Linked DNA regions of Mus musculus: all the other regions are linked to region 5. The links are chromatin contacts, called in public HiChIP or PLAC-seq and Micro-C maps. All regions are on one chromosome and are shown on one strand. Each heading gives the region's core, a stretch centred on a gene start, on an enhancer-like site or on the middle of the called end of the contact. The rest is flanking DNA. Distances are from core to core; before and after follow the strand shown.

Region 1 (4,522 bases), core at 645-3,144, 430 kb after region 5:
TGTGCCACCATACCAGGCTCTGCTAGCCATGTTTGTAAGCCATTCTTTCCAGGAAATCCTGTGTCACATAATTAATTTAAGCTAAACTCTGTGTCTGTTTACCACACCCACACCTCCTTATCTCATAGCAATAGTGTGTGTGTGTGTGTGTGTGTGTGTGTGTGTGTGTGTGTGTGTGAGAGAGAGAGAGAGAGTAGGGCAGGCAGTCAGACGAAACCGTGCCTGTATGTAAGGGATCTGCAGTCCCCTTAACTTACTTACTGCGACTTTATACATGTGTCAACACTCTAAAGCCATAAGTAAATCACAGTGAAGTACTTTTTAAAGACAACACGCTTTGTTATGGCAGTCCGTTCTCCTTGTTCACGAAGCCAGATCCATTGGGGCCGGAGTCACTTTTCTGAAAGGCTTCTCTAAGTGGTTGTGTTGGTCTTTAGAGACCTGTCTGCCATGCCCTCTGGCTTGCCAGGCTGCGATCTGTGGCCTCTGCCTCCCTTTCAATGTCTTCTTCCGTCCTCCCCTTGAGCAGTCTTCACTTGGGAGTGAAACTCCTTACTGTTTTGTGAGCACACTGATCTCTCATTATCTAGGGACATTTTTTGGTGGTCAGAGTGGTGTGGCAGATGTGTGCATGTGTTTGTGTGTGTGCACATGAGTGTGCACAGTGAGCACATGACTTCTATTATCATTTAGCGGTAGACAGCAGGGATGCTGCTAAGCCTCTCTTATTGTACAGATAGCCACAAAGGATAGGAACTGTGCTCAGTATCAAACCACCCTTCCCATTCCTCTCAGTTTTCCTTTTTGAAAACACCACCACATCCCAGAAGACCTTTCCCGCTGTGCTGCACACTGAAATGTCACTGTCCTTAAAAAACAAACTCAAATGCCACGCATTCTAGGAGTCAGGTCTTGAATGATCTGCCTCCTGCTCTGCAGACGAGATACTTTCTAAGCAGCCCTGAGAGTCTGTCAAGTTGATGAATTGATAATAGTTTGCATTTGGTCCTAGTATTTGTCCGTTTTTACCGCCTGTCTCTTACATTCAGGCTGTTGGGGTGCTGCTAACTCTTGTCACTCTTGTGTCCCTAGCTGTCTTGTCACTGCGTGTATTAGAACTGCTTTGTGCCATCTGATGAGGATGGGTGCATGATAAAGCTTAGACAAATGGGAAGTGTACATTGTTCCATGATCTTTTCTTTTCTCATTAGTAGCTGTTGTGGTGTGCGTGTGTGTGTGCATGCACCCGCACGCATGCCACAGTGCACATATAGAAGTCTGGGAACAACCTTGTGGAGTTGGTTCTCTCCTTCTACCTCTACGTGGGCTCCAGGGCTCGAACTCAGGAACCTTTAAAATTACTGGCTGCTCTTCCAGAGGGCCTGGGTTCGAGTCCCAGCACCCACATGGCAGCTCACTGTCTGTAACTAATGTTCCAGGGATAGATATGCAGGCAAAACCCCAGTGTACAGAAAACCAAAAATCCAACAACGCCAGAGCCAAGATTTTTGTCACTAATTTCAATGAAAGGAATATAGAGAATCTTTGTTCAGTGAAAGCATTTGTGTTTGTTTTTGCAGCTGTTTAGTGAAAAAATAAGTGGTGCCGAAGGAACGAAGCTAGATGAAGAATTTCTGAACATGGAAAAGGTAAAGCTTTTTGAACATGTGACGGGTTAGAAATGGGCTGTCTGTGCCCGAGAGAGAACCGCCTACTATTGGGAATATGACCTGGAGTGGGAATCCAGAATGTTCAAATGCAAGCATGGGGTGCAGAGTCGGGAAGGCAGGACCCCAGTGCTTCCCAGCCCAAGCCAGGATCAGGTTGAACCACATCTAGTCTGGGCAAGTTGAGGAAGGAAACGGAATGTGACTAACTGGTTCCCCTAGTGGCCAGCTGTCAGAATGCATAACATGTGGGCCTTGGCAACAACTCCAGGGCCAAATGGTGCTCATATGTCTTAGAGAGTCAACTGTGTCTCAAGGCTTGTGTGACAAGGCTTTTCCGATTTATAACAACTGATTTATCATTTGGTAATCTAGGCTGTTGTTCCCATCTGTTTCAGCAGCTGCACAGCAAATACTTTTCTGCCATTAGAACCGACATATCAGCTGTGATACAGAGATAAGTATGTGTGCCCGGCTGGCCTCACATGGGGGCATCTAGAATCATATATGCAGATGAAATAATTTAGAAGAGTGTTCCTGGCTTGGCACTCCAATGATGGACTGCAGACTCTGTCCCCTGTCCTGTCCCCTGGTCATCTACCTGGAGAGTGGCTCTGGTGCAGTCGGAGCTGGGTCCACACTGCTCTGCTTCCTCCCCTTTGTCTTGGGCCCTTTGAGCAGAGCTTGTCCTAACGATTAGATTCCTCAGACCGGAGCTGGGGGCCTGGGTGTGGCCGGCAGTGCAGGTTGGGGGAAAGCCCGCTCTGGGTGTGGGTTGGGAGGGCATTCTCTTTAATGTAGGTAGGACCTGGCCAGCCTTCCTCCAGGAAGTGCCCGAGAGGTGTTTTTTTTTGTTTTTTGTTTTGTTTTTTTTTTGTTTTGTTTTGTTTTGTTTTTTCGAGACAGGGTTTCTCTGTGTAGCCCTGGCTGTCCTGGAACTCACTTTGTAGACCAGGCTGGCCTTGAACTCAGAAATCCGCCTGCCTCTGCCTCCCGAGTGCTGGGATTAAAGGCATGCGCCACCACGCCCGGTTTCCTAGAAGTGTTAAGACCCTAAGAAGAGAAGCTTATTTTGTGTTTGATTTTGAAAAAAGAAATTCTGTGCATTGAAAACCCTTTCAACATGTTAATATCATTGACATATCTAAAGTTGATTTTTAAATTTATTAATATATATAATGATAGGATGTATATGGCTTCTTTACCAACTAGATTATTCAATTCATATGCTATACTTAAAAACAAACATCTGGAGTTATGTTATTGGGTTTAGAGTCAAGGTCTGGGCGCTGGCAGCTCTGACAAGCTGGGTTCAGACAGTAAGTAACACCCATCCATGGCATCTGCATCAGCTCCTGTATCCTGACCTGCTTGTTCTCAACAAGCCCGTTAAAGAGGCAGGTGGCAGGGCAAACCTGGGCAGAGCAGCTTATTCAGTGTAGCCCCGTCTGCACCAAGAGAAACACACGAACATTCCATGTGAAAGGAGGCTCTGATTTCAATAGTAGGCTGAGGCGTGTATAACGAGGCAGCGCTGGTCAGGGTGTGGCTGAGGCATGGGTAATTAATCTAGGCCGTGCTGCTTCAGGTCCTGGCCCCAACTTTGCCTCTGTCTCTGCTTCATCTCTTCTGAAAGGTGGATCTTAAGTTGTCAGATGGGGTCTTAGTCAGGGTTTCTATTCCTGCACAAACATCATGACCAAGAAGCAGTTGGGGAGGAAAGGGTTTATTCGGCTTACACTTCTACACCAAAGGAAGTCAGGACTGGAACTCAAGCAGGTCAGGAAGCAGGAGCTGATGCAGAGGCATGGAGGGATGTTACTTACTGGCTTGCTTCCGCTGTCTTGCTTAGCTTGCTTTCATATAGAACCCAGGACTACCAGCTCAGAGATGGTCCCACCCACAATGGGCCCTTCCATCCTTGATCATTAATTGAGAAAATGCCCCACAGATGGATCTCATGGAGGCATTTCCTAAAGGGAGGCTCCTTTTTCTGTGATAACTCCAGCTTGTGTCAAGTTGACACACAAAACAAGCCAGTACAGATGGTATGAAACCGCTTTCTCCTTTGCTGGGCACCAGGGCTTCCTCGGATCCTCTCACATAGCATAGCATCCTGGGAAAGTCCAGTATCAGATAACCAATGGGGTGGTGGACAGGAGGGGGACGGACAGGAGGGGGACAGACAGGAGGGGTTTCTTAGGAATGTCTTCACTCCTGATGGGGCAGGTGAAGTTTTAGCTGATGGACTGAGGTTCCTTTTGTTTATTCCTGTTTAGATTTTTCCCTCCAAAAATCATTGGTAGTGACAGAAGTACAAAAATAATATCTATACTGTAGTATAGGATAGAGGAGCTTGCTGTTAGGTGATTATATGTTACAAAACTAAGTACTTTAAGGACTTTATGGAAGAAATTAGAGTCATCTAAAAGATGACATGAGAATGACCGGGCAATGGGAATAATAACCCACAAACATGCTTACTAAGCAGAAACAAAGGAGCGATGCTAACATCAGAGGATAGCACAGTACCAAAAATGCATTGCAAGGAAAAATGTTTCCTTTAAAAAATTGTCATGTTAATGTAATCTTTAAAATTTTATGCATGCATCTTAATCATATATCCATTTCCTCTTTATCTCCTCAAAATACCCCCCGAAGAACTTTAAAAAAATATAGGAAGATGAAGAAAAGTATCAGAGTTCTGAATCAGACATAGCTTCTAAGTTTGTGAGGTAAAAGCTATGAGGAGGCCTGAGAAGAGACTGAAGTCAGAGAAGCTGCCCACCCTCCCCTCTCTTGTAGTAACAGATGGACCAACGGTTCTCATAGGCTCAAGGAAGGTTTGGGCAAAA
Region 2 (4,849 bases), core at 732-3,231, 330 kb before region 5:
GGTCTCATATAATAAATACCATTGCATTTTTTTTTCTATAATGAACTGAAAAATCCAGTTTAGTTCCTCGTCTTTTCTGGGAACAGAGGGTGATTTCACTGCCTGGGTTATATCTAAGGTTTGATTTCAGAGGTGGTGGGGGCAGATCGACAGAGAGAGAGAGAGGGAGAGACGGAGACAGAGAGACAGAAACAGGGGGGGGGGAGTGGAGGGGAGTGAAGGTAAGATATGGAAACAAGTGACCATGACCATGACCATGACCCCAGGGCTCTGGGTATCTTTGTGTTCTTGTGCCCTTTGGTCAGGAGTCATCTACCTAACATCCGCCGAATAGGGAGAGCGCTTCTTTACTTCCAGCTTCCCTCTCATCCCGTCTTACCCACCGAGTCAAGCAAAAGTCACAGCTATGGAAGAGGGTGAATTGTCCTAACCCCTGCAGAGGTGGCTGCCACCCTGCCCGAGGAAGAGACAAGATGAGCCAAGGACTTCTGCTCCATTTACCTGGCACTTGAAGCTCATCTAGGGAGAGAGAAACCAGTCATTACCACCTGCTGCTTCACCTCTGCCCTCCCACTCTGATGGCTCAATAGCTGCATGCTGTGTCTTAAGTCTGCACTAGGTGGCTGGTCACAGATTGAGAGACCTATGTCACCTCTCCATATGGGACATCAAAAAGTCCCCCCTCTCTGTCTCTCTGTCTCTCTCTCTCTTTCTGTCTCTCTGTTTCTCTCTACAGAGACTCTGTCTCCCTCCCTCCCTCTCTGCCTGCCTTCCTCCTTTCCACCCTCACTCCTTCCTTCATCTTCCTCATCTGTGAACTGGGAACAATAAGGTTGGAGAACTGGGCATCCCTGTGAAGCTCTAAGAGCTCTTTGTGATTAACCAAGGCCAGAGGGCAGGGTTTGTTTATCTAAGGTCTGGCTGGCTCCTAAACTTGCACATTTGCCTGTGCATGCGCATTTGGGCGCCAAGTGGAAGGCTGGGGAGAGTACATCTTTCTCAGCTCAGAGGAGAAGAACAATGGCCACCAAAGGCTGGTGGCCTCCCTGTGACCTCTGCCTCCAAGATCAGAGGGAATCAATCATTCAACTGGAAAGTCCAGACACCCCCTCGTATTTCCCCCTGGGGTTGGGGGTGCAGGCAGGGAAGCACTCTGGACGCTGTGCCTATGCCTTGCTCCTTCAAACAGGAATCCGGTCCATGGCTGACATTCTACCCGTAATGATAATAATGTGTATTGCCAAAAGCTGTATGAAGACTCCAGTGAGCTCTAATAACAGTGTCCTGTAGATTCTATTGTCTTTCTCATTTAGAAGAAGGGGGAAGTGGGGCTCGGGTGGGGCTTGGGGAGGTTGGAAAGGTTACATCGAAAAAGTTGTAAACCAGTATTCAAACTGAGGCAATCTGACTAAATCAGCAGATAGGACTTCCAATGCTGGAGACTTTCTCGAAAGGCATAGGGAACCCCTGCCTCCAGCCCCCAGCACCAGGAAGTATAGACCCTGCTTTCTTCCTTACGAGAGAAACATTTAGCAATCATTTAGTCAAGTAGTAAAGGGAGAAAGAGCAACGCCCTGGAACCATCAGTGCTAAGAGACCAGCATCCCAGTCCCACTGCCCAGGGCCTGACAGCACTGCCCAGCCTGTCGGAAACACTTGCTTGGAGGTCTGAGCCTTTCCTTCTCTCACCCTGGCTATCAGAAGCACAGCAGTGGCAGAGGTGTTCCTGTGACTGGACCCCTTTGGGGGGGCTGCTCCCAGCCAGGCACCTATGCCTAAAGCAAGGTCAGAGAGGCGGTCTAACTTTTCTGACTGTCCTTCTTCTGGAGGCTCTAGTCATGGCGACCCCACCCTAATTTTAGCCCTTAATGCAAGCAGCTTACCTTGCAGTGACCACCTCACTCCCTTTGTCTTCTGTGGCCAGAGGAAAGAGGGCAAGTTGGCCGTGGAGCTAGCAGATAAAGGGGCTAACCAGGAAGTCCTGGGGCCAGATTCTGAGTATCAGTGCCCAAGCCAATCTGACCGAGGCAATGGTGGTTTTTTTTAGATATGACCCTGGGGCAGGCGAGAAGCCTGAGCCTGAGGGCTGGCGTCCAGGTAAGTGAAGGGTGCCTCTTTCCCCTCCTCCCACCTTTCAACATTTGATATCTGATATGAAGACTACCTGTTTGTCTCAACACCATTTCCTCGCCCTTCCCTGGCCTCGGGAACTCAGCACTTTGTCTGCACCCTCCCTTGGTCAGAGACTAGGAGCTAGCTTTCAATCCCCATGGGCTTACTGAAGTTTGCTTTAATGGTCTGTGAGTGTGAATAGGTTTCACATTTTTGCAGTTTGGGTGTAGTGTTCTGCAGGTGTATGCTAGGTTAAGATGGTTGGTGATACTGTTCATGCCACCTCATATAAACTTTGTTCCTTTTTATACAGTTTTCTGTCGGTTAAAAGGGATGGTACGGCTTGTTATCTAGCTTCAGGACTGTCTTCCTTTCATTTTGTTAGATTTTTGCTCTATGGAATTTGAAACTCTTAGTGCATGTAGAAGCATTCTATGGTTGCGACATCTTTGGGTGAGCTGACATTTATCACTAGGAATGTCCCCCTGTACCTCTGCTAAGGTTTGAGCTGAAGACTTATCTAATGTCATGCTTGCTAATTGCATCTGTGTCTTTTATCCTATTTACTTTCCTCTTCCCCCTTTGACTTATCTGCTGTGTCTTTATTTTTGATTTGAGATGGGGGGGGGGGTCTCACTTGTTGCTCAGGCTCGTCTCAACTCTAGGCTCCAATGATCTCCTCACTCAGCCTGTTGAGTGTCTAAAACCATGGATGCACACCATGTTCCTGGCTTTAAACCACTGTAGTTAAAATACATTATAATAGACTATAACTGGGTCTTCCTCTTCACTGTATAGACATTTAATGCCACATTCGAAATGGTTAGACTTTGGTCTGCCATGACCTACCTGCCTTTCCCTTCTGGATATGTGTGTATGTTCTTTTGTTCCACCTTTCTTGTCTCCTTTTGGTATATTTGAATATTTTTTTTTTTTACTAATTCATTTTAAGATGGGCATGCTAACACACATCTGAAATCCCAACACCCAGGAGGCTGAAGTGGGATGATTTGAAAGTTTGAGATCAGCTCAGGCTACATAGTACATTCCAGATGGGCCTGGTTTATACAGCCTGTGTCATATGAGACCCTGACTCAAGTAGATCCCATTTTAATTATTTGCTGGTCTTTAGCTCCAGTTCCTTGTCTTAGCTATTAACAGTCTCTTTAGAGATTGCAATATAACTAGTTTCCAGGCTGGCTAGTTAGCATAATTGGTTAGAACCTGGTCCTAATAATAACCAGTTTACACAAGCTACTTAGTTAGAGACCTTGCAACTACACATTGAGTGTAGACACCATCAGTACTGTAAGTCTGGTACCTCCATCTGGTACCACCATCCCTGTCCATCTTTTATGTAATGTTTGTCATTGTACTGTACACCCACAGGTCAATTTTATACATTTTTGCTTTAAACCGCGGTGGATTTTAAGAATTAAGAGAGATGCCCTTTATCATTACGTGCTCGAAGGTCTAATCATTTCTCTGATATGGTTCCCTTTAAGCGGACGACTTTTCTTCAGTGTTTCTCGGGAGCAGCGGGATGATGTGAACTCTCCTAGTTCTATTTGAAAACATCCTTGTCTTTATTCATCCTCTCAGACACAGGACTGTGTTCCGGTGTCCGTTTTTTTAGCCCTGGCCCTGTGGAGACTTTTCTCCATGACATCTGAACACCATCCTTCCAAGTGAGAAGCTGACAGTGTGCCTGCTGTTGACCCTTCCAGCACGAGTCGTCCCTGGCTGCTCTCGCTCTTTCCTTATCTTTGCTCTCAGAGGTTTGTGATGTGTGCAGAGGCCTTATCTTCACATTTACCTTGTCACTGGCCCAGCGACTTTAATGTGAATTTGTCTTCCACCTTTTGCTTTCATTTCTTCACATTTTCTGCTTCACATTTTCTTTCCCCAATTAATGTCACAACCCTGATATATCTAATATATTTTTACTTGAAGCCAGATACCTATCAGTCTTTTTTTCATTTACCTTTTCTTACAGCATCCCCACTTGCTACTAAAATTATCTTAGAGTTTTAAATTTATTTTTAATTCTATAATTTCTTTTCGTTGTTGTTATTGGATTTTTTTTGTTTGTATGCTTTGTTTTTTGTGACAAGTTCTCACTATGTACCTCTGGTCCCGTGGAACTCAATCTGTAGATCAGGCTGGCCTTAAACTAGTGTCAATCCTCTTTCTCAAAAAGTATAGAGCAAGAAATATTAAAATTTGAGAAATATACCATGTTATATTTAAAGGAGAGCTCGTTAGGCTTATAGATTTCCCAGCAGAAATTCTGAAGGCTGAGATGGGCTTTAATAAAGTACTTCAAGTTCTGAAAGAAAATTACTTTCAACCATAATTATTGTACACAGCAGAGCTTTTTTCCTTTGGAAAGAGTGAAGACCCCCGAAGATAAGCTTAAACTCAGGAACTCATCTATTCACTCAGCATAGGGAAGCTGACAAGAGAATCCTATACCCAGAAGAGGAAGAGAGAACAACACAATCATAAGGACAGCCTGTATTTCCATGTCTTTCCTAAAAGTGTGCAATTGTCTGCTAGTACTTCATTAACTCAATTGTCTGTATCTTTGACTTGTACCTCTTTTCCTTCTGTTATACTGACAGGGCAGATACTTGCTGTTTATGTTAGTCAGGTTTCCATTACTGTAGCAAATTTACTTGGGGGAGATTTACTTGGGATTGTGTTTCAGAGGCCTTGGTCCATGGTCCACCGGCTG
Region 3 (5,051 bases), core at 218-2,717, 410 kb after region 5:
ACAGTCATCCCTGGGCTGCAGCAGAGGCGACTGATGGGGCAGATCCTGTGCAGCCCGGCTGTGAAGTGTGTCAGGATTGGGTGTGGCTAGGGATAGTGCAACTACAGAGCCGACTGACCTGGGCTCGAGTGGGAGGCCACAGTGTCTGCCCTCTGTGTTTAATGTCAGGGCCTCCATCTTTGCCGGCTGACGCAACCTCAATACATCTCATGGTCAGTGTGGGGAAAAGGAACAAAGAGGGACACTCGATGCTAAGAAATGAAAAGCCTCCCAGAAACTCCCACCGCAACTGACTTCCTTCCGTCTTGGTCTGATTAGCTACGAGAAAAGGGACTGCTTGTAGCTGGGATGGGGGCTGGAGAAATACAAACTATTCCAGCGAAGTGGTGTGTTGCCTGAGCCGGAACAAAATCTGCCACAGGGAGACTCGAGTCTTCATCCAGTGGGCAGAAGACAGAGGTGGCTTTAGTTGGGCTGAGAAAGGAGTGGGAAGGGAGAGAATGCCCGGGTCTGGTCTCCTTGGGAGGCTGTTGTTATAGGTATGGATTGGAGGAGCTCGAAGCCAGTAGAATGTGGCGACATAATGGGAGGTGGTCTTTCAGAATGTGAAAGGCTTAGGTCAATGTCAGATTGATCTGAGAGGGATCCCTGTATGCCTGCTCTTGGATAATGCACAGACACATGGAGTGTAAGACACATGGAATGTATGCAAGCTGACAAAAGGGTGTTCTAGAAACGAGCCTTCTAGAGTTAATAGGTTAGAGGAGAGAGAGTATGCACGGGGTGATAATCTGGAAAATACTACCTTGAAATGATCCACGTTCTGTCTTGTGTTTCCCACTCTGAGGATTATTGCAACACCCTGCACAGATCCTGTGCTCTAGGCAACAGTCCCGCATCAATGCTGGTTGCTGTTTAGGTCAACTTTACAGTAACCAGAGCCACCTGGAAGAGGGAACATCAGTTGAGAAAATGCCTTCATCGGATTGGCCTGTGGGCAAGTCTGTAGGGCATTTTTTGGATTAGTAATAGATGTGGAAGGCCCAGTCCACTGTGTGGGGTGCCACTCCTGGCTGGGTGGTTCTGGGATCTATAGGAAGGGAAGCTGAGCAAGCCATGGAGAGAAAGCCGGTAGGCAGTGTTCCTCCACGCCCACGCTTCAGTTCCTACCACCACTTCCCTTCATGGTAGACTTTACTGTAAGCTGTAAAATGAAATGAACCCTTTCCTCTCCAGGCTGCTTTCGGGCATGGGGTTTATTACAGAAATAGGAAACTAACCAGGATTATGTGATTATCATTTTCATGTGACCATTACAGTGTGATCATCCACTTGAAGTCCGTCCCCCTTGCTCAGCAGGGGCTGACCTCAGGCAGGCTGTTACCTTGGGTCCTCCTGAGGCTCTCCTACCAGATAGCTTCCTGCCCTGTGGGTGTGTAGGGGAGGAGTTGGAGAGAGGGAGAGAGAGAGAGGGAGAGAGAGAGAGAGAGAGAGAGTATAGGGAAGTTTCTGCTTGTTTGGTGCTGTGGCAGATGGCTTTGATCTCCAGGGTTCTGGCAGGTGTGGGGGCTGACTCCCTCACAGATGTGGCTGTTTCTCACGGAGCCCCCTCTGGCTAGTGTTTGGGAGCCTTTCAAGGTTTTAGGGGTGGTGCATCGTCTTTTTAAATTTTTAAGCATCTTTGGGGTGGATGGCCTCTGTAGCACCTTGAGATCTACTTCTGTCCTAGGGCTTATCTTGCATTTCCCTGGGTCTTGGGGGGCACACAAAGACATCCTCCCTCCCTCCCTCTCTTACTCCAGCTGGTTTAAGCTTCCCGATCATTGCTGTCTGTAGATAGAGATTTTTAAACTCCAGTTCTATAGATTTTTTAAAATGCTACCAATCTACTGACCTGATCTGAAGCTCACAGGGCCTTTGAGCAGGCCAAGAAAAATGAATGAGGAAATAAAACTATTGGACTTCATAAAGAAGAAATTAATGTTTTTTTAAGAAAAATAAATTAAACCTTAGCTCCAAGTGCTAAAACCAAAAGACTCTGGAAGATAGCTAACCACAATTTTCTCCCTCATACTTAATTCTTAGCAACATTAGATGTCAGGAAACAGTAGAACTCTCAGTGCCCAGAATAAGGAGGACGGACCACAGTCAAAAAGTCCAGTGATGTTCCTAGCCTGGTACACAGACGATATTAATTGTCTTAGTCTTCCCTGTTTTTGTTTTGCTCTTGTTATTGTTAAACAGTGCTGACATATAAAAGCCTTTTCCTGGAAAGCTTACAGATCAATATGTATGACTTACTGTCATAGTGTAAAAGAATGCATCGCTCTGTAGATGTAAGATGACATGACCAAGGTGTGGTGGCTCGTTTTTTTGTCACCTGCAGGTAGGAAGCAGAGGCAGGAGAGTCATGAGTTAGAGATCAGCCAGGTCTCATAGCAAGATTCTGTCTTAGAAAACAAAGCAAAACAATCAAGACCCCCAAAACCAAACGAGAAAAAGACAGAAGAGAGAATTGTCTGAGACTGATTACATCAGGGAGGGAATAGAGGGGCTTTGCCTAGCATATAGCTAAGCCAGTGTTAATATTTCACATTTCCTAGTTTTCAGTATTATCTCAAATCTATAAAACACTGTCTATGTTAAAGGAGCTACCTATGTCAAAGACTGGCTAATGTGCATTTTTATATAAAATGAAGGTTCTTGGGGCCATGGAGCTGGCTCAGCAGGGAAGCACCCTCACCGCACAGTTGTGACAACTCAGGTTCCATCCCTAGAATTCACTGGAAGGCGAGAATTGACTCCCTCAATGTCATCTGACTTCCAGTGAACTTAGAATCCCTTCCGGAAATAAGCCCACACCAGGCCTGAGGACAACCTCACTTGGTGTCAGGCAAGACAGTCAGGGACTGGATGCATGGTTCAGAGCAGCCTCAGCAGAGGGGCTGAAGCCAGACTTCTTTCCGCTTCTCATCTCTTGGTGGTCCGCTGGGCTGGTTCCTTCAGTATCTTCCTAAGGAACAGTGACTTAAGCTTTGTCACTTATATTTTTAGTTCACCTAAAAATCCCAAACTGTCCTGAGGTTCTGGGCTTCAGGGAAGTGCAGAGGGAAGTGCAGAGACACGGCTCCCGTGTGTGTGTGTGTGTGTGTGTGTGTGTGTGTGTGTGTGTGTGTGTGTGTGTGTGTGTGTGAGAGAGAGAGAGAGAGAGAGAGAGAGAGAGAGAGAGAGAAAACGAGAACACAGTCTGAGATGTGGGAACCTGAACCTGATATTCCCTGACACCCAAGCATCTAGTTACCACTAGAAAACCACACAGAGCCATCGGGAGCAAAGTGTCAGGGGTCCACGGCCGGGACTGTTGGGGGCCTGAGGGCTCAGTATGGGGGCCGGGTCTAGTCTGGAAGGGCAGAGAGGCCTTCTATGGGAGTGTTAGGCAGCATCTCTGTAGGCAAAGGTCTTCTCCATGCTACCCCTTGGCGGTGGTAGATGAAAGAGACAGTCCTTAGTTCCAAACTGTTTACTGGTTGTTCATCAGGAAAATGGATGCGTACCCACTTCTCAGGGTGAACCAGAGATTAAATACCTTTTGCAGGAAGGAGGATGTCTGGAAAGGGAAGCTTATTGGCTAAACTCTCAGGGCCTCTAGGTACCTCATTAGCATGGAGAACTCTGTTTGGGGCTATATGACAGACAGGGGGAGTGTGGCACACACCTTTCCAGGCCAGGAGTCTGGCAGGGAGCTGGGAGCCGCCTACCATCTCAGGTGTGTACCTGAGTTTCCAGGGACTCAGACCCCCTCTACCTTACCAAGTTTCCTGGCAAGGTCTTCTATCCCACAAGCCTCCGTGCCTTAGTCAGCTGTTTTTTTCTGGAAAGTCCTAAGCAGCGGTTCTCAATCTGGGTTGTGACCTCTTTGGGGGAGTGTCAAATGACCCTTTCACAGGGGTCACCTAAGGTCATTGGAAAAGACAGATATTTACATCATGATTTATAACAATAGCAAGATTACAGTTATGAAGTAGCAACATAAACAGTTTTATGGCTGGGCTCACCACAGCCCGGGGAGGAACTGTATTAAGGGGGCACAGCACTAGGAAGGTTGAGAACCACTGAGCCTAAGCTTCCTTGTGGATACTTTTTTCTTTTACCTGGTTTCCTTCAGATTTCTGGGATTTCAGGTTGCCATTAGACTGGAGGGCTCTGCTGAGATAGATGTGTGGGTGGCTGGGGCAGGTTTTGTCTTTTGCCTAGGTGTGTTTTTTCTTGACCTTGGGTATGTGTGGTGACTGGATCAGTGGGAGCAGCAGGAAGCCACCAAGAAAGGCTTCACTCTGGGACTGCAGCACTTTCCTCTTGGGGGACAGCAGAGTTTTCTCCTGTTGGAATGTTTGGAGAAACCTGAAGCTTCTCTCTGATCCTGATCTTACTCTAGGCCCACTCATCACAAGGGGAGTCCACCCAGACATGAGTGCAGGCTGCAAGCTCCCACAAGCACTCCCAGAGGTCGGCTGCTTGATGGATCTGATGGTGTCTGTTGTTTGGTGTGAGACACTGGTCTGTACTTCCCGTACTCGAAGTGGGAACTGCTGTCGCCAGTTTGCACATCAGGAACTGAAGATGCAGAGCGCTTTGATAATTTCCCCAGACTCAGATCTCTGTTTGTCAGTGGAGCAGGGAGTAGAACCCAGATGCTGTAACTGCAGAATTTGCCTCTGGATGTAGTAGAGATGTGGTTAACAGAATGGGAGTGGGTAATCAGTCCCTTTGTCCTTCTTTCATTTATTGATCTGTTTGCATGTGCCTATACGTGTGTGTATGTGTGTGTGGTGGTGTGTGTGCATGTATGTGTGTTCACAGGAGTGCTCCGTGCATGTGCCATTGCTCAGTGCTGGACCTCGCCTTCCTCCTTGTTTGATACAGTGTCTCACTTGTTAATTGTTGTGTTCACAGCCTGGCGGGCCTGCACACTTCCAGTTATTCTCTTGTCTCTGCCTCCCATCTCCTGGTGGGGGGTGTGCGCGGTTAGACTCTTGCTCTACTGTTTTTGG
Region 4 (5,099 bases), core at 427-2,926, 480 kb before region 5:
CTACTGTAGAAATAACCAGGGAGGAAAGCAGGTAACAGCCAGAGCTGAAGGGGGCGGGGCAGGCCACAATTTAGGAGCCAGCCCCAAACAAGGAAAACACACCCCCGAATCATCACAGAACAAGCAGCTCCAGCCATTTAGAAACCAGATGTATTCAAGGATTCAGGCAACACTCACCAGGAGCTTCAGCATCTCCTTGGTGTCGGGATCCACCTCAATGATCTCCTGATCTAGGGCTGAGACCTGAGAGGGAAAGAATCAAGTTCAAATTATGAATGCGTGGGTTATCTTTCACCTCCTCTGCTCCCAACGCAACACATAACCTTAGCTGTCCTGGAAAGCACCATGTGGACCAGGCTGGCTTCGAGCTCAGACATCTGCCTCCCAAATGCTGAAACTAAAGCTGTGCACCACCACAGCCCACTTTATTCTTGTGTCAGAACCATCTAGTGTGCATTCAGAAAGCAGGGTTCACACTTGGATGTCAAGCTAACCACGTCGGGAGGCACTCTCACTGGGCTCCCATGTGAAAATGAATTTAGACCTCGCAGAGAAGCTCAAGGTCGGCTGATTACAGGCACCCTCGGCTGGGTGTGTTGGCCCACGCCTTTAATCCCAGCACTCAGAAGGCCGAGGTGGGTGGATCTCTCATCATTTTGAGGAAATAGATTAAGACTTCACTGACATCCAGCTGCGTTCCCACCTCAGGTGAGCCCCCAGGAAGAGGTGCAGAGGAAGACCCACAAATCTTACCTCAGGAACGTAGTTATCTCTCCTCTCTCTCTCTTCTTCCTGCAACTTGATAGAGATGCCTCTCACAGGCCCTCTCTGAATCCGCTTCATCAGATGCGTGACATAGCTACAAGCAATGCGAAACAGTGACCACCTCCCACCAGAACCGACTTTGTCTCTACATCAAGGTCGGTCTCACCATCGGAAAGACACACAGACACACACACAGCACTGTTCAGATGTCCACTCCTTACATCCTCACTCGCCGTCACCAGCCCTCCTCCGAATGTCATGTACCCCGACTGGTCTTATCCGTCGTACGGACACAACACTGCTATTTTTTTGCACAACACGGCCATAGTGGTAAAATGCGGGAAGCAGAGACCACAGCAGTAAGGTTTTGAGGCCGGAGCTCTGCCTTCAGCTACCGTAAGGAGCCCGAACTAAGACCACGTCGGCAAAACCCCACTGTGGCCAAGGCACACCTCCAGCCCTTCGGCGGGCCGTCTGGGGGGAGCGGAGGCACCGGCCCGGGCAGGCTCTCCGGCGGCCGCGGCCCCCACTCACCCGGCTATCTTGTTCCGAAGCTTCTTGCTGGGGATAATGGCGATCTCCTCGCACACGCGCTTGTTGGTGTGGAAGTCATTACCCAGACGCGTGTAGTACTTCTCGATGATGACCCGGGCAGCCTTCTTCACGGTCTTGGTGCGAACGCGGCCCTGAGGGTGGAGAGGGCAAAGTCACCGGGGAGCCCGCGCCTCCCGCGGAGGGGCCGCGGCGCGCACGACTTCATGCGGAAGCGCGCCAGGCCGCCGGTGACGGCGCCGGCCCCTCGCTGCGGACTTGAGGCCGCGACGAGCGGAGGATGGGCGAGGATTGAAAAGGACAGAGCCCTGGGAGCCAAACACCTACCATGTTGGCGGGTCTCGGTAAAAGAGGAAACAGGAAACACAAGAGAGGCCTATAAAGCGCGGCCAGAAAGCCGCTTCCGCCTGGCTCGCGAGAGTCCCACAGCGGCCCCTAGCGGAGTGGAGTGAGGCTGCCTGGCTGTGGGCGGGGCGAAAGTCTGCGCGTGCGCACGCCGGCAGCTCGGCCGTCTTGGTTTCCACTCCAAATAGTTCCGTGCTTCTCTTGGGCGTCCGGTGTGTTTTAATCTAGGAGTTACTTTGAGGTCCTGAGATGGAGCCTAAAGGAGGCCCGAGCTATGAAAGGCATAGTAGTAAACAGGGTCATCCCCGATTTCCACCCTACCCGCGCCTCTAGTCAGAGATTAGTAGGGTCTAGCCTAATTGGTGAGGTTCCTCTCATTTCCTGGTGTCACAGCAAACATCACCTAGAGTGGCTTTTCTTCTCATCCCAGCACAGTATTCCATTCGAGCTGCTCTTAAATGTCTGAGCACAATTACTTTTCTCAGCTAGGTTTGAGCTAAACAGGAAGGGCTAACCTCGAGTGCTTAAATCAGTGGCTGGCTCACAGAGAGGTCTCAAACACTTTTACCAACAAATTAGGATCTCAGTTAACTAGACTGTTCCCGATTAGTAGGGACACTATCTCCAACCTTCAGCTTCTTCCGGTTGTTCTGCCATAACCAAGCCCAAAGCAGGCTCTTACGCTACGACCCAGTGGCTTCATCTGTCCAGAGAGGGCCTTTCCTCCAGCTCTTTCCTGGGACAGGGTCCTGCGCTCAAACCTAAGGAGACCGTGCTGGCCACAGGGCATGTATCAAGGGGCCAAGGCTGTGCTTCATCCTTCAACTCATCTACGTCACTCTGGTTAGGTGAAGAGCTGAAAGTCCTTACTCTAAAAGTAGCTCATGGCGGGAGGAAAAAAGATGTCCTTGACCATGGACCCGGAAGAATACTGAAGAGACCAAAGGGTCTGTAATCCCTGGGGGTTGCATCGTACATTACCAGTGAATTCCCAATGAAGTGGAGGCCAGGCTCCAGATGCAAGACTAGACCTTACAGTCTTGCAGGAAGAGAACTCTTGGATTCTGAGGAGTAGTGAGTTTTTGCACCTTACAAGGATTTAAGTACCTAGGAGTCCCTCTCCCTCAGACTAGAGTTTCCCAAAGGACCAGTTCAGCATGCTGCCGTCTCCACTTGAAAAATCATCAGACCTGTCATGAAGCCATGGAGCCTGTTAGAAAAGCTAGTGTAAGGGCTGTGAAGAAACAAAGCACTGCAGCGTGTCCTGGTGCATACCTTAATCCCAGCACGTGGGATGAATGGTAGGCAGAATTCCTGAGCTTGAGGCCAGGCTGGCTTACATAAGGAGTTCCAGGACAAGGCCACAAAGAAAGACCCTGAATCAAAAAAGCAAAATAGTAACCACTCAGAAAGGAATTACATCAGCACAAGTGTGTCCAAGAGGAAGGAGGAACACGTCAGGGCTCACAGGAAAGCAGCCAGCAAATGGCTCCTGACATCTTGGGAGTTGTGCCTCTAGCATTCCTAGGGCTCCATGTGGAGGAGGCCTTGAGGGGCCAAGAAGTAAAATGTACAGGCAGGCCTCCTATTCTGATTGTAATCACCCAGGTACTAGACACTCCAGAGTGGCTGACCAGGATGTAACAAGTCCCATATAGGAGCAGGTCTCCGCATGTACCTCCCATCCCTCTGGGCTGGTATCCCATTAGTGAAAATCCATGAAAAGAGGACTGGTCTCTGGAATCTTCCCTGCTTGCTACCACACCCCACCACACACACACCCAGATACAGAGACAAAACTACAACTCTGCTGCAACGTGTTTATTATGTGCCAAAAAAATTACACCACAGCTTACTCCACACATCTGTAGGAGAGTGCAGTCTTGCCTGCATATACAACAATGAGGTAGAGACTTCACACACAGCTTCACAAAACCCACAGAGTAGCTGGGATATGCAACAATGCAACATCAGCTCAGCAGGAGGGAGGGGTTATGACACTGGCTCTTTGGCACACAGCTTCCCTAAGAGAGGCAAGTAATCGTTAAATTAAAAAGAAAAGTCAAGTTTTCAATTCCAGTAGCGTCTTTGTCAACTGTAACTGTTGATTCATACATTCGTCAAATAAAAGTTGTAAGGAAGGGTATTTGCCCCTCTAAGAGAAAGGGCTCCTGTGAGCCTTCACCTGCCCCCACCAAAAAGCAGCCCTTTTTTTTTTTTTTTTAATTTTTAAGCTCAGTTACAAAAGAAAAAGTCCTGTGACTGTGATTAAAAACTTCTATCAACCCTCCCCCAACATAAGTGCAACATAAGGTGCCACAAACCATTTAAAACTATATACAGCAGCTGCTCAGACTTTTCCTCCGGTCCAGTTTTAAATAAAATAATTTTTCTCTTGGTTACAAATGCTTTGATTTGCAACTGTGACCAGCAGTCCCCCAGACACAAATTTGCTATAATGTTAAAAGCTGCCAAGAAAGAAAAAAAAATATATTGTTCCAAACGACTTAAAAACTGTTTTAAGGAGTGTAAAAAGGAACCAGTAAAAACCCTCGAGCGTAAACTATGAAATATGATTTGGTTTAAATGAAGAGCAAAGTCTCCTTTGTTTGTTACAGTAAAAAACACCAGCTGAACACTCAATTGATGCCGTTCAGGTGGGGGTTAAATCAATGGAAAGGCACTGTATGGCAACTGCAGAATGAACGAACCAATGAGACCTGCGCATCACCACCATCAGTATTGCAAGGAATGTAAAAAGCGCTTTAATAAATAAACCCAAGTGTAGGCATCTGTGTCAGACCTTCTGGACACAGTGGTTGTTGTTGTTATTTTCATTTGCAAAATGAGGAACTAGAATCTGGGAAAACTACAATTGCTTGAGGGTGAGCCGAGGGTCCTTGCTCTGGCACACCCCACTGAAAACAAGACCTGACAAAACTCATTGTGCATTAATTAGTGCAGAAACAAAGACAGAGTTAGCAAGTACAAAGGTGACTACGATTCTCCCTTGTCTGCGCAAAGCTAGCTCCCATGGCGCCTGTGCAGCGAGTTGCTGCCTGACTTGACAGCCTTTGGCACCACAGGACACTGGGCAAGGCCAGCTCCTCTAGCTGGAATCTCAGTTCTTCTGGTTCCTCATTAGGGGGCTATGGTGGCGTAGGCCTTCCATGCTGTGTCGCCAGTGCCAGCAGCTTCTGCAAAAGTACTTGAAGCAGACCTAGGTTAGGGGACAGAAAGAGCTGTGTTAACTCTAGATATAAAGGTTCCGCTTTAAGAGGAAATTAAACCCCTGGCTTCTGTGGGGGCTAGAAGAGAGACTTCCTGCTAGCTTTCTCATCCCAACAGAGCTTCTGCAAACAGTTTAGGCTTCTGGTATGACATGTGAGACCTTGTAGCTTCCCAATTTTCTTCCCTTCTCTTCTACACAGCCATTC
Region 5 (5,042 bases), core at 621-3,120:
GCCCATAATATTATCTGATTTTCATAAACTTCACAGTGACTGCATTATATTCCATCAAGTGGACCTATGATTGTTACTGATTTATTTATTTCCTTGGCTCAACTTCTTTCTACATTCTCGTGAAGAATGCTGTAGACACCTTTTTCAATAATTTAATGTTTTCTAAGTGTAGAAAAAGTCTAAGGCATCCAACTATTTTTCAAAGGCTTTTTTTTACGATAATCTTTCTCGGAAAGTGTTCCTTCAGTCATCTTTTAAATTTTTTGGTGGGTCAGCACTCAGGGGGGGTAATAAGTTCGCTGAGTTCGAAGCCAGCTTGGAATACATATCGAGCCCCAAATCGGCCAAGTCTAAATAATGAGCCCAGGTCCAAGAAAATAAAAGCCAAACCCATATCTCCGCCCCCAAAAGGTGGGGCTCATGAAAAGGAGAAAGCACTTTACTGTTTTAATTTGCATTTCCTCATTTACTAATGAGGTCACACATTCCTTGGTTGTATTTTTTTCTTTTCTATTACATCTTGTCCTTTATCCATTTATTGATGGGAACTTAACATATATTTCTTGTGTGAACTTTATATTTCCCTCCATAAGCATCTTCTTGAGGAAGCTATGAGCCTCTGTGGACTCTTGTGCTCCACTGACTTGCCTGTTTACGTCAGAATTACTCAAAATCTGCTGTCTTAAAAACAACACTATACTCAAGCAGCCAACACCATCTTCGGTCCTCCGGGAGCTGGCTCGATTACCTTGGACAAGTCACTTTTCTGGGCCTCGGTCCCATTTGTAAAACTGGGGTAAAACAACAAGATATGCCTCCCTAACAGTTAGGACTGCTGTGATTAACAACGCCACAATGCCACTACCTTCCACTAAGTAGCAAACTAATCAGCTATCAATCAATCTCCTATCCTCAGATCATCGGAGAGCAAACTCGAACACTACTAGCGTGTTTTAGAATACAAAAACCGTCACCTTGACTGCAGAAACTTGAAGCAGGCCAGCCTGATACCTGCTATGGCTATTATCTTCCAGAGTCCTGACAGCAAACCGTGGAGACCCTGACAACCCCAGTCCTCTAAGACCCTTCATCCACCCGGGTCCTTAAACAAAAACGAATCCTGCAAGTGGGTAATCGGGACAGCCTATCTCGTCTTCTAGTCTGCCCACTCGATTATGAAGCCCGGGCGACAGACAATTCCGCTACTGGAATGTGACAGCACCCTTCAACGGCAAAGCGCCCGCCACCGCCGGGAATGGCGACACTGACCGACCTTCCCAAGCATCGCCTGCCTGCCGGGGAGGACCCGAGGGAGGCCGACTCGCCCAGCCCAAGGTCACTCGGGAGTCGACGCAGGCCGGGCTGGGTGCCGCCACCCTCCAGGCCGCCGGCTCCGCGCGCCCGCCGCTCACCTCAGCAGCGCCAGGAAGGCGGCGGGCTCCACGTCCGGCAGCTCGATCTCGGCCGACGTCGTGGCCATGCCGCCGTTGAACATGGCGTCGAAGACCGCGCTGCCGGCCGCCAGCACGAAGCGGTGGGCGGGGATGCGCTGCGGGCCCCCGGCGGCCGCCGCGCCTCGGCCCTTGCCCAGCACGAAACGCACATCGCTCAGCAGCTCCGAGTTGAAGAGGAAGGCGAAGCGCTCCTTGAGCGACGCCTTGGTGGCCTGCCAGTTGTACAGCGGCTCGCGCTGCAGGGGCAGCAGCGGCCCGAGAGCGGACGGCGAGGGAGCCGGTGGCGGCGGCGGAGGCGGCGGCGGGGCCGGAGGGCCGGGCTCCGCCTCAGCTCCGGTCGCCGGCTCCCCGGCCGCGGCTGACCCGAGCGAGGCCATCCTCCTGCTGCGCGGCTCCGCTCAAGCTGCGAGCACCCGGCGCGCCGCCGCCATGGTCGAGCCGCCCCGAGGCCGGCACCGCCCCCCTGCCTTCCGGGAAAGGCGCTTCCGGCCGCGCGCGCCCGCCCTCCCGCGGGGCCGCGTTGCTGAGGCGGGAGGCGCGCGGCCGCGAGAGGGTTGAGGGGCGTGCGGGCGCGCCGCGCTGATTCCTCAGGCCGCCTCCCGCTCCTCCCTTCAGGCTCGCCTCGCTCCCACCCGCGTCACCCTGCGAGGACGCCGCCTCAGCCCGCTTGGTGGATGAGCTGGACGTGGAAGGACCTCGAGGGCACGGCAAGGGAGTCTGTAGAGGAGAGACAGACACCCTGCTATTCTAAAGGCGGGATGGTGGCCCTGTCACAGCCCGGATGGCTGCATCACCCTTGGAAACCCCAGGCGGAGCTGAGAGGCTAGGAAGTCCACTGATCCCTCTCCCCGTCCGCAGTCTCTTTCTTACCCCTTCTGACTGTCGAGGCTCCACTCCGCCCTGTGAGAGAGTTCCTCTGCCATTTCCATGTCTAAGATTGAGGGCCTTCTTGCTCAACTCTCCTAGGCCTTGCTTTTGGTTCCAGTGCAGAAAAGCACTGGAACCACACCACCTTATGAGCCCTAGGATTTGAGTTGAGATTGGCTCATGCCTGTAATCCCAGTAAAATGGAAGGTTGAGGCAGGAACATGGCTGCAACTGGGAACCCAGCCTGGGTAGCAAATGAAGACCCACACACACACGCACGCACACACACACACACACACACACACACACACACACACACACACGTCTTAACTCCTTTCCCCTCAAAAACAAATGGGAAGGGTGCTGCCAGCTACATATCTTTGGGGGCAGTGTTCCTGTGTGGTTGTCATTATGTGGGAGCCTTTCTTGAACCCTGCAGCAATAAATAGATCCTAAGATAAGGCACTTGTTATAGGCAGAAGGAAAAGACCCAGAAAATGATTCTTTACGACACGAGAATAACTGGGGGGGGAGGGGGGGAACCTTCCGGCTTACAGATGTCAAGCAATCTAAGAGTCCTACGCTCCGAGTTTATAGTGGAATTGGACAAGAAATTTAAGCTGATTCTTTGAAAACAAAAGCAAGATACCAGAACCTTTCCCCTACCCCCATATTTTAATCTCTATTTTTAGGAATATTAAAAAACTCCGAAAAAGCTCTACTATTAATTTTGAAATATATACAATTCAATTCTCTGTTATGGGACTTTAGAAATAGAGTTGCAGTTGCCACCAAGCCTGATGACCCGAGTTTAATCCCAAGCACCTACAAGGTAGAGGGAGAGAACTAACTCCTGCAAGTTATCCTTTGACCTCTTGATGTCTAGTGTGACATCCCATAAAAATGGAATGTAATTTTAAAACATGGCTGGGTGTGATGATGCATACCTTTGAACCTGTGTCACAGGGGTTCACTTAGCTCTGTGAATTCCAGACCAGCCAGGGAGACCCTGTTCCAAAAATACTAAGTAAATAAAAATACCCTACAGGGCCAGAGAGATGGCTCAGCAGGTAAAGGTACTTTCTGCTAAGACTAAAGAACTGAATTTCATCCTGAGAGAGACCGATTGGCTGTCCTCTGCACTCCACAAGCACTGTGGTACTCCAGGATATGTATAGATCTACAGATACACAAAAATGAGTAATTAAAAAAAAATAAACTACAAAAAGAGCAGGGCACAGTGGCCCATGCCTTTAATCCCAGAATTAGGGAGGCGGAGGCAGGCAGCTTTCTGTGAGTTCCGGACCAACCTGGTCTACAAAGCAAGTTCCTACTCAGCCTGGGCTACAGAGTGAGACCTTGTCTCAAAACCAACCAACCAACCAACAACAGCAAAAATTCCAAAACTAGCTTCTGTCAGGTCCAAAGCTCCACTTCCTCCAAAATGGCAATGCTAGTGACATTGTCCTAAACAAGGATTTTGGGTAAACAGAGGATTGTTTATCTGTAAACAAGCCTAAAGGTTTCTATTTACTAGAAAAGCAGATCTCTTAAAGTGGTTGCTATTCACCAAGAATCTCCCTTAATCTTCCAGGAATCTGCTGGGTGGTAGTGTCTCAAGCTCACATACACACTTAGGCTTTAATTCTAGCAGGGAGGCAGAGGCAGGTTGATCTCTAAGTTCTAGGCCAGCCTTATCTACAGAGCCAGTTCCAAGACAGCCAGTGCAATACAGAGAAACCTTCTCCTAAAAAAAAAAAAAAAAAATTAAAAATCCTCCAGAAACCTTTCTTAATCTTCCCCCAAAGGTCAACTACCTCAGGCAAGGGCACCTAGTTTGAGATCAACCCAAACAACCTCTATCAGCTCAGATTCCCCACCCCTATGATGGTCACATAAAATCTACTGCTTTTCCACCATTTGCTCTTCTCTCTGCCCTAAATCCCCCTTGGTAGTTTTTCTGAGTCACTGTTTATATCTCCATTACTATGTTTTAACTGTAATTGTAAATGAAAATCTTTAAAACAATGAGTTCTTGTTACAGAAATACATAGACTTATGGGTTTAGCAATAATGTTATGGATAGCACATCAGAGATGTGACCACTCAGATACAGTTTATAGCCAATTCCTGATTCCAGTTGTTTAGGACCACACCCAGGCATTAGAGGACCTAGCTGTGGCCCTGAGTAGCCAGAACACAGGATTTTTGATGTTTTGAAGACAAAACCACTTACTGACATTTTGATAGGCCGCAGAGGAGTGGGGGGCTTTGGGTAAGCAAACCATTGTACAGAAATGAAGATAAGCAGTTAGCTGGAGGGGTTTCTGCACAAACAGGCAGGTTAACAGAAACTAAGGTAAGTTATCCAGGACATTTTGACCTTTGTTTCCAGAATAGAGTTGGTAATTTTCTATGGGATTCTTCATCAAGGAGATCAAATTCTAGCTAAAACTGAACTGGCCTCAGTAAGAATACAAGATGGAAGAGCCTTTGCACTGTCTTCTGTCACAATGTAGCAACCCACTTCTGGCTCATTCTCCCACCCACAACCGTACAGATATGAAAAATATATAAAAGAACTCTTGTGAGGGCATTGCTGAAGGAAAGATTATTCTGATACTTTAATAAAACACCATGGAATACTTTCATTAAGATTGATACAATGGGGCATTATAACAGAAGAAAAATTAGATTCAGCTGTGAATTCAGCAAAGCTAG
Region 6 (5,117 bases), core at 634-3,133, 370 kb before region 5:
CAAAAAGAGCATGCGAAAGTGGAAACTCGCCTCATCAAAGTCTCCACTGGTACACGTGGCCCGAATCACCTAAGAGGTGGCCTGGAGAAAGCTGGTACACGCGTGCCTTTCCAGAACACTAAACTCGACCCACTGGCCCCAGCAAATGACGCAGCCCAGCAGTTTACCCAGGTGCCAGAAGAGAGTGGGGAGGCAGCCCGGTAGCCAGGGAGACCAAAGGAAGCAGTTGCCAGAGAAATGCGTTCATCAGAGTCGGGCCTGGAGGCCGCGGTGGGGGATGGGGCGGCCTGAGGCTGGCAGCCCCAGGCTATTCCAGGTCTCCGGTGCTTCCGACATTTCCACAGGCTTAATTCTATCTGAGGGCAGGGCAGAGTCAGCCTGCAAGGCACAAAGTGCCACTACAGAGCACGGTGCTAACTAACGCCTGCGAGGCTGCACAGAACGAGGCTGCATAGGACCCTGGAGCCCAGGTGCTCCGTGCTTTCTGGTGTTGCGGGCCACTTTGCAGGAACCGTGGCCTTGCAGAGCCCCCTGGAAATGAGGCTCGTGACCGTGAGAGGCTGGAACCGCACAGCAACCCACACGGGTGGCCTGCGCTGCCCACCGAGGACGCTCTTTGCTGACATGGGTCCCCCTGCCTAGGCATGGGCCTCCCCCCACACACACCCCGTTGCGTCTAGGCCCCCAGTGAAGCAGCCTTGTCAGCCCTACCCGCCCAGCGTCCAGCCTCCGCTCCCCCAAACCAGAGGTCAGGGCTGGAGGCCACGCGAGCCCATCTGCAACCCGACACCCCCGAATTTGGACACCTGGCCTTGCTGGCTGAGAAACGCTGAGCGACACCCTCGAGGCCACATGAGTGCGTCCCGCCAGGCCGCCCGAGTGAGGCAAGCGGACGCCGCCGAGGACTAGCTGGCTTCCCGCCTGCGCCCCCTCGCGGGCTGCTCAACTCCTCCTCCCCTCCGGGCCCGCGCCCCCCAGCCCCGCGAGGCTCCCGGGGACAGCCCTCGAAGCCCGGTCACACGCACGTGCGACCTCACCTGGCCCGGTCCACCCTCGGGGCTAGGGCTCCGGGAGCAATCGAACGTGTGAAGCCACGTGACTTCCCCGGGCTTGGAAAGAGCGCGGCCCGCACGAGGGGCCCGAGACCTCGGCTTTAAAGGAGCCATGTCAGCGCCGTCGTGGCGCGTCTCCCCCTGCGCCGCCCCAGCCTGAGGGGGTCTCCGCGGCTCGCTGCTGCGCCGCCCGCAGCGAGCCGCCAGCCCCTGCCTCCTGCGGGACGCCAAGGCGACTCTCGGGGAGAGAGAGAGAAGGAAAGAGAGAGACGGGAGCCGCGGGCACCGCCGGCCAGCCGGCCGGCCGCTCGAGCTCTCCCGTGCGACGGCTGCGGAAAAAGGAAGTGTTGGCGTCCGGGCGCCCGTCCGCGCGGCCGGCTCCTGTCTGGACGTATGTTCGAGGCCACCGAGAGTTGTGCAAGTGCAGCTCCGAGGCCCCGGCGGTCGCCCCCGAAGGGCCGCGGCGCCTTTAAGCCCAAAGGCCTGAGTCACGAGGAAGCTCCCTGCCCCTCCCCGCGCGCCCCACACCGCTCCACGAGGCCCACGACCGCGGGCATGTGACCGGCGCCCCGCCCGGGACGCTAACCCGGGCGGCGGTGAGGGGGCCCTGTGAAGTGGCGAGACTGCGCGCGGACCGTTAGCCGAGGCGGCCGGCGGGGACAGCAGCCCCGCCCGGCCCGGCCCCGCCCCGCCCCGGCGGCTCTTACCAGAGAGAAAGCCATGGGGTCCGGCGTGGCCCTAAGGGACTGGCGGGCGGGCGGGCGCGCGGGCCGGCGGGTCTGTGCGGCGCGGGACGCGCACACACGTGGGCACTATTTTTGCAGCGAGCAGCGCACGACTCCGCACCCCGGCGGCTTATAAAGCTCCGCGGCGCTGGCCTGACGAGGAGCACCTGTGTCGGCCCCGCCCGGCCTCGTCCCCGCCCCCGCCCCCTGCGCTCCTTCCTGCCGTCCAGACCCGCGCTCCGCCGCCCACCCTGGGCCTGGGGGTCCGAACGGGGGGTGGGGGTTAGTTCTGAGGCTCGAGCCAAGACAGACCACCACTGCCTCCCCGGAGCCCGAGGGGGCTCAGGCCTGAGCAAGTCCCTCGCCCGGTGACCCTGACCATTTCACTCTCCCGCGGGCCTCAGTTTCCCTACAGATTTACAAGACCCTGGGATGCCCCGCTGCGCCGGTGACGTGCGCCCCCCCCCCAAAAAAACGTATAACCACGCCTCTCCTTTGCTAGTGACCTCTCGGGTGGAAGCCCCGGTGGCACCGAACCCAGCCCCTCCACCCATCCCCACCTGCAGCAGACACGCCCTCACTTCAGACCGACTGCCACTGCATCTGGAGCGAGCTGGAACCCGGAGCGCAGGCGTCAGGGGATTCGGGAAAGTTCCGAAAACAGCAGTGATCCTCTTCGGATTGCAGTTCCCCAGGGAAACCGCTCCCGACGCTCCCTCCAGAATGACAGGACGCTTTACTGACAAAATTCGGGGCAAGAGATCAGGGTGAGCGAAGCTGTTGTTCCGAGAGGCGTCATGGGCCAGCTAGGGCTGGACCAGACCGGAAGCCCAAGCGAGCGCAGAGGCGGAGATGGCATTCCGGGCTGCAGACCAGGGAAGGCGGAGAGGGAGGAATGCACTGAGAGGCTCAATCTGACTAAGACCAGCTAATGCGTGTTGGTGCCACAGGAGGGAAGCCCGAGCCCAGTTTCTGAAGGGCTTTTATTCTGCAGCTAGCTGGAAACTAGAGGAAAGGTGAACAAGCTTGGAAGTTGCCAGGTCTCTTTTAAGGTGTTGCTGGAGAGTTGGAGGTGGGAAATAAGCCACTAGGTTGGTTAAGAAAGAGAACAGAGCTTATTGAACATTTCTAAGTGTTTTATATGTTATACTTTTTATTCAGCGCGTATTATACTCAAGGTTCCTCCTGACAGGTGAAGAAGCTGTTACCAACTTGCTGGCAGGTTTGTGAGGCAGGAACGTATAAGCTTCTGCCCAGGGTATTAAGAAAGGAAGCCTACGGTCCTAGCCTAGTGTGTTTGGAGAAGGTGGGGAAGAGGACAGATGCTGGAGTTAAAGTGCAGAGGGAGCTGAATGACAGCTGGCTAGTCTCCATTCTGTGGTCGTTCCCAAGGGTTACTGAAGTCCTAAGCAGAAAGGGTGGTTACAGTATGGAGAACCCATCCCCTTAGGAGCAGCCCAACCCCCATCTTGGCAGCATAGGCCTGATAAATCAAACCTAGTATTTCTTGCTTCTCTTCTCTTCCTATTCTGAGAGGTGCCACACTTAGATGCCTACAACATGGGAACTGTAAGTGAGGGTGTATGAGATGCTCTGAAGACCCAAGGCATATCTGGAAAGACCGATGGCATCTATGACTAAGACATCCATGGTGGCTTAGGCCCATAACTGCAATACTATCACAGATGAGGCAGAAGGAGGGGTGCCTTGCATCCGAAGGCAGTTAGGAACTACAGTCTGAAGGAAGTCTACCTCAAGGAAATAAATTAATTAATTAACTAATTAATTAAATGGAAGGAATAGGTTAGCCGATAGGCATCAGAAACCTCTAAAATATCTCATCTTAAGGTCGCCATGTACCTTAGTAGCTGCCAATTTGTGATCCTTCACATCCAGTCCTCCCTGACCCAAAGTTAAACAAGATAAGAATCTAAGACTTGAAATGGCACCTGAGGGCCTATGGGAATGGATACCTGAAAAAATATAAAGTTTCAAGCTCCCAGCCTATAAGAAAGTAACTTTGAACACAGATTTCTGCTGCTAAATCACCGTCCCTAAACCTAGCCAAAGGCAGGAGGAGTGGAGTATTTTCTGGGCATTCAAGCGTGTACTTCTCACACTTCTAAATGCTTTGCTTGTTAACTCATAGGTAAAGAGGCTGCTGTTCAAAGAAGGAACATGCTTGGCTTCAGCTGTTTGGGAGACTGAGGCAGGAGGGAGGATTGCAAATTTAAAGCCAGCCTGTGAGGACAACTTAGTAAGCCTGTGTGCCCCTACCCTACATTCCCTCACCACACCCCCAGACTCAAGAGTAGAGTTGGGAATATAATCAATAGGTGTGCTTGTCTAGTACATACAAGACTCCAGGGTCAACCCCCAGTATACTACAAAAGAAGGCAATTAAGTGACTTCCTCAAGGACCCCTTGCCAACAGGGGCAAATGGAGAACTCAGACCTGTCGTTTTCTGTTTTCATAGTCTGATGAGAGTAAAACCTTTGGCATCTCCAGCTTCCTTTCATATTTTACATCTATTATTTATTTGTGTGATATGGATACAAGTGGAGGTCAGAAGACACTCGCAGCTCTCTCCTTCTACTCTGTGGGTCATGGGGCTTGAGCTCAGGTCATCAAGCTTGGTAGCAAATGTCTTTACCTGGTGAACCATCTTGCCCTGCCTCACCCCACCCATTTTTTGAACTGACTGAGTCCTTGATCCTCCTACCGGGTGTATGTGTGTGGTATACATGTCTATATGTGCAAGTGCATGCACATACACACACAGAGTAATGAATTTTTTAAAGTCCAGAGGATCAGCCTCACTTTTATCATATATAAATGTAAAATTGAAATAGGTTAAATATATAAATGTGAAAAGTTGTTTTTGGAATTTTAAAGAAGAATATAGGAGAACATCTTTTTTAATTTGTTAAAGTCTAGACTCACAACCAAAAATATTTTAATTTGTTGTTTTGGTTTTTTGAGGCAGGGTCTCACCATGTAGCCCAGGATAGTCTTGAACTGAGACTCTCTTGCATTTACCTCCTAAGGTAAAACTCATAGGGTTATAAGTCTATGCTATGTGGCCTAGAAGGAGACATTTTTATTGCCTCAGCCCATAGACAAATTCTTCAAATTATAAACAATAATAAAAAATGAAAATGATAAATTTGATCACACTATAGTTTAAAGCTTTATGAAAAATATTTAAAGCTGGAAATAATATCAAGGTCTTCAAAGATCTAAGATAGTTTGGATATCTAAGAACTTCTATTCTCCACAATGCAGTCAATAAAATATGTTCTGTGAGCAAAATTTCCCAAGATCAATAAATAACTGTGT

The links. Hi-C and Micro-C count contacts between places; a contact is called where the count stands out from the background. HiChIP or PLAC-seq counts read pairs in DNA pulled down with a chosen protein or histone mark.
Region 1: an H3K27ac HiChIP or PLAC-seq map of embryonic stem cells shows a contact between it and region 5, with 4 times the contacts expected there. The contact joins the enhancer-like site here to the promoter of Btbd1 in region 5. A contact is called at or near these places in 2 of 39 promoter capture datasets (hippocampal neurons and pre-B cells), 1 of 15 datasets of contacts at CTCF or cohesin (the NIH/3T3 cell line), 1 of 484 Hi-C or Micro-C datasets (embryonic stem cells) and 5 of 115 datasets of contacts at active chromatin or transcription factors (SST interneurons, embryonic forebrain, embryonic limb bud and 2 more).
Region 2: an H3K27ac HiChIP or PLAC-seq map of stem cell-derived neural progenitor cells shows a contact between it and region 5, with 4 times the contacts expected there. The contact joins the promoter of BC048679 here to the promoter of Btbd1 in region 5. A contact is called at or near these places in 2 of 115 datasets of contacts at active chromatin or transcription factors (astrocytes and stem cell-derived neural progenitor cells).
Region 3: a contact with region 5 is called in an H3K27ac HiChIP or PLAC-seq map of trophoblast stem cells, with 4 times the contacts expected there. The contact joins the enhancer-like site here to the promoter of Btbd1 in region 5. A contact is called at or near these places in 6 of 115 datasets of contacts at active chromatin or transcription factors (embryonic forebrain, embryonic limb bud, embryonic stem cells and 3 more).
Region 4: a contact with region 5 is called in a Micro-C map of embryonic stem cells, with 3 times the contacts expected there. The contact joins the promoter of Rps17 here to the promoter of Btbd1 in region 5. A contact is called at or near these places in 2 of 39 promoter capture datasets (neural stem cells and second pharyngeal arch cranial neural crest), 2 of 484 Hi-C or Micro-C datasets (embryonic stem cells and pre-megakaryocyte-erythroid progenitors), 3 of 115 datasets of contacts at active chromatin or transcription factors (astrocytes, effector CD8 T cells and memory CD8 T cells) and 1 of 9 other capture datasets (liver).
Region 6: a contact with region 5 is called in an H3K4me3 HiChIP or PLAC-seq map of embryonic forebrain, with 4 times the contacts expected there. The contact joins the promoter of Cpeb1 here to the promoter of Btbd1 in region 5. A contact is called at or near these places in 1 of 39 promoter capture datasets (cranial neural crest) and 3 of 115 datasets of contacts at active chromatin or transcription factors (astrocytes, double positive thymocytes and embryonic forebrain).

The regions. Positions count from the first base shown.
Region 1 is chr7:82,258,552-82,263,073 of GRCm38.p6, forward strand. Sh3gl3 (SH3-domain GRB2-like 3) reads left to right here. Exons shown (of 9, transcript NM_017400.7): 2 at 1,581-1,649. Among named protein-coding and RNA genes, the nearest start is that of Gm32903, 4.9 kb to the left of the region's middle. Within about 2 kb of position 1,895, at least 4 of the 459 cell types and tissues checked have an H3K27ac peak or open chromatin away from gene starts, as enhancers often do. A contact at or near this core is called in embryonic stem cells, where this site is marked.
Region 2 is chr7:81,496,349-81,501,197 of GRCm38.p6, forward strand. BC048679 (cDNA sequence BC048679) reads right to left here and starts at 1,982. Exons shown (of 6, transcript NM_001193274.1): 1 at 1,884-1,982; 2 at 502-519. The coding sequence starts at 519.
Region 3 is chr7:82,239,479-82,244,529 of GRCm38.p6, forward strand. The region is part of intron 1 of Sh3gl3 (SH3-domain GRB2-like 3); the gene reads left to right. It overlaps Gm32903 (a long non-coding RNA gene), which reads right to left. Exons shown (of 7, transcript XR_003946814.1): 5 at 2,302-2,380; 6 at 806-945. Among named protein-coding and RNA genes, the nearest start is that of Gm32903, 14 kb to the right of the region's middle. Within about 2 kb of position 1,468, at least 25 of the 459 cell types and tissues checked have an H3K27ac peak or open chromatin away from gene starts, as enhancers often do. A contact at or near this core is called in trophoblast stem cells, where this site is marked.
Region 4 is chr7:81,343,558-81,348,656 of GRCm38.p6, forward strand. Rps17 (ribosomal protein S17) reads right to left here and starts at 1,677. Exons shown (of 5, transcript NM_009092.3): 1 at 1,645-1,677; 2 at 1,300-1,451; 3 at 754-859; 4 at 178-243. The coding sequence starts at 1,647. It overlaps Cpeb1 (cytoplasmic polyadenylation element binding protein 1), which reads right to left. Exons shown (of 12, transcript NM_007755.5): 12 at 3,469-4,882. The coding sequence ends at 4,784.
Region 5 is chr7:81,827,561-81,832,602 of GRCm38.p6, forward strand. It overlaps Btbd1 (BTB (POZ) domain containing 1), which reads right to left and starts at 1,871. Exons shown (of 8, transcript NM_146193.2): 1 at 1,413-1,871. The coding sequence starts at 1,831.
Region 6 is chr7:81,452,875-81,457,991 of GRCm38.p6, forward strand. It overlaps Cpeb1 (cytoplasmic polyadenylation element binding protein 1), which reads right to left and starts at 1,884. Exons shown (of 12, transcript NM_007755.5): 1 at 1,760-1,884. The coding sequence starts at 1,774.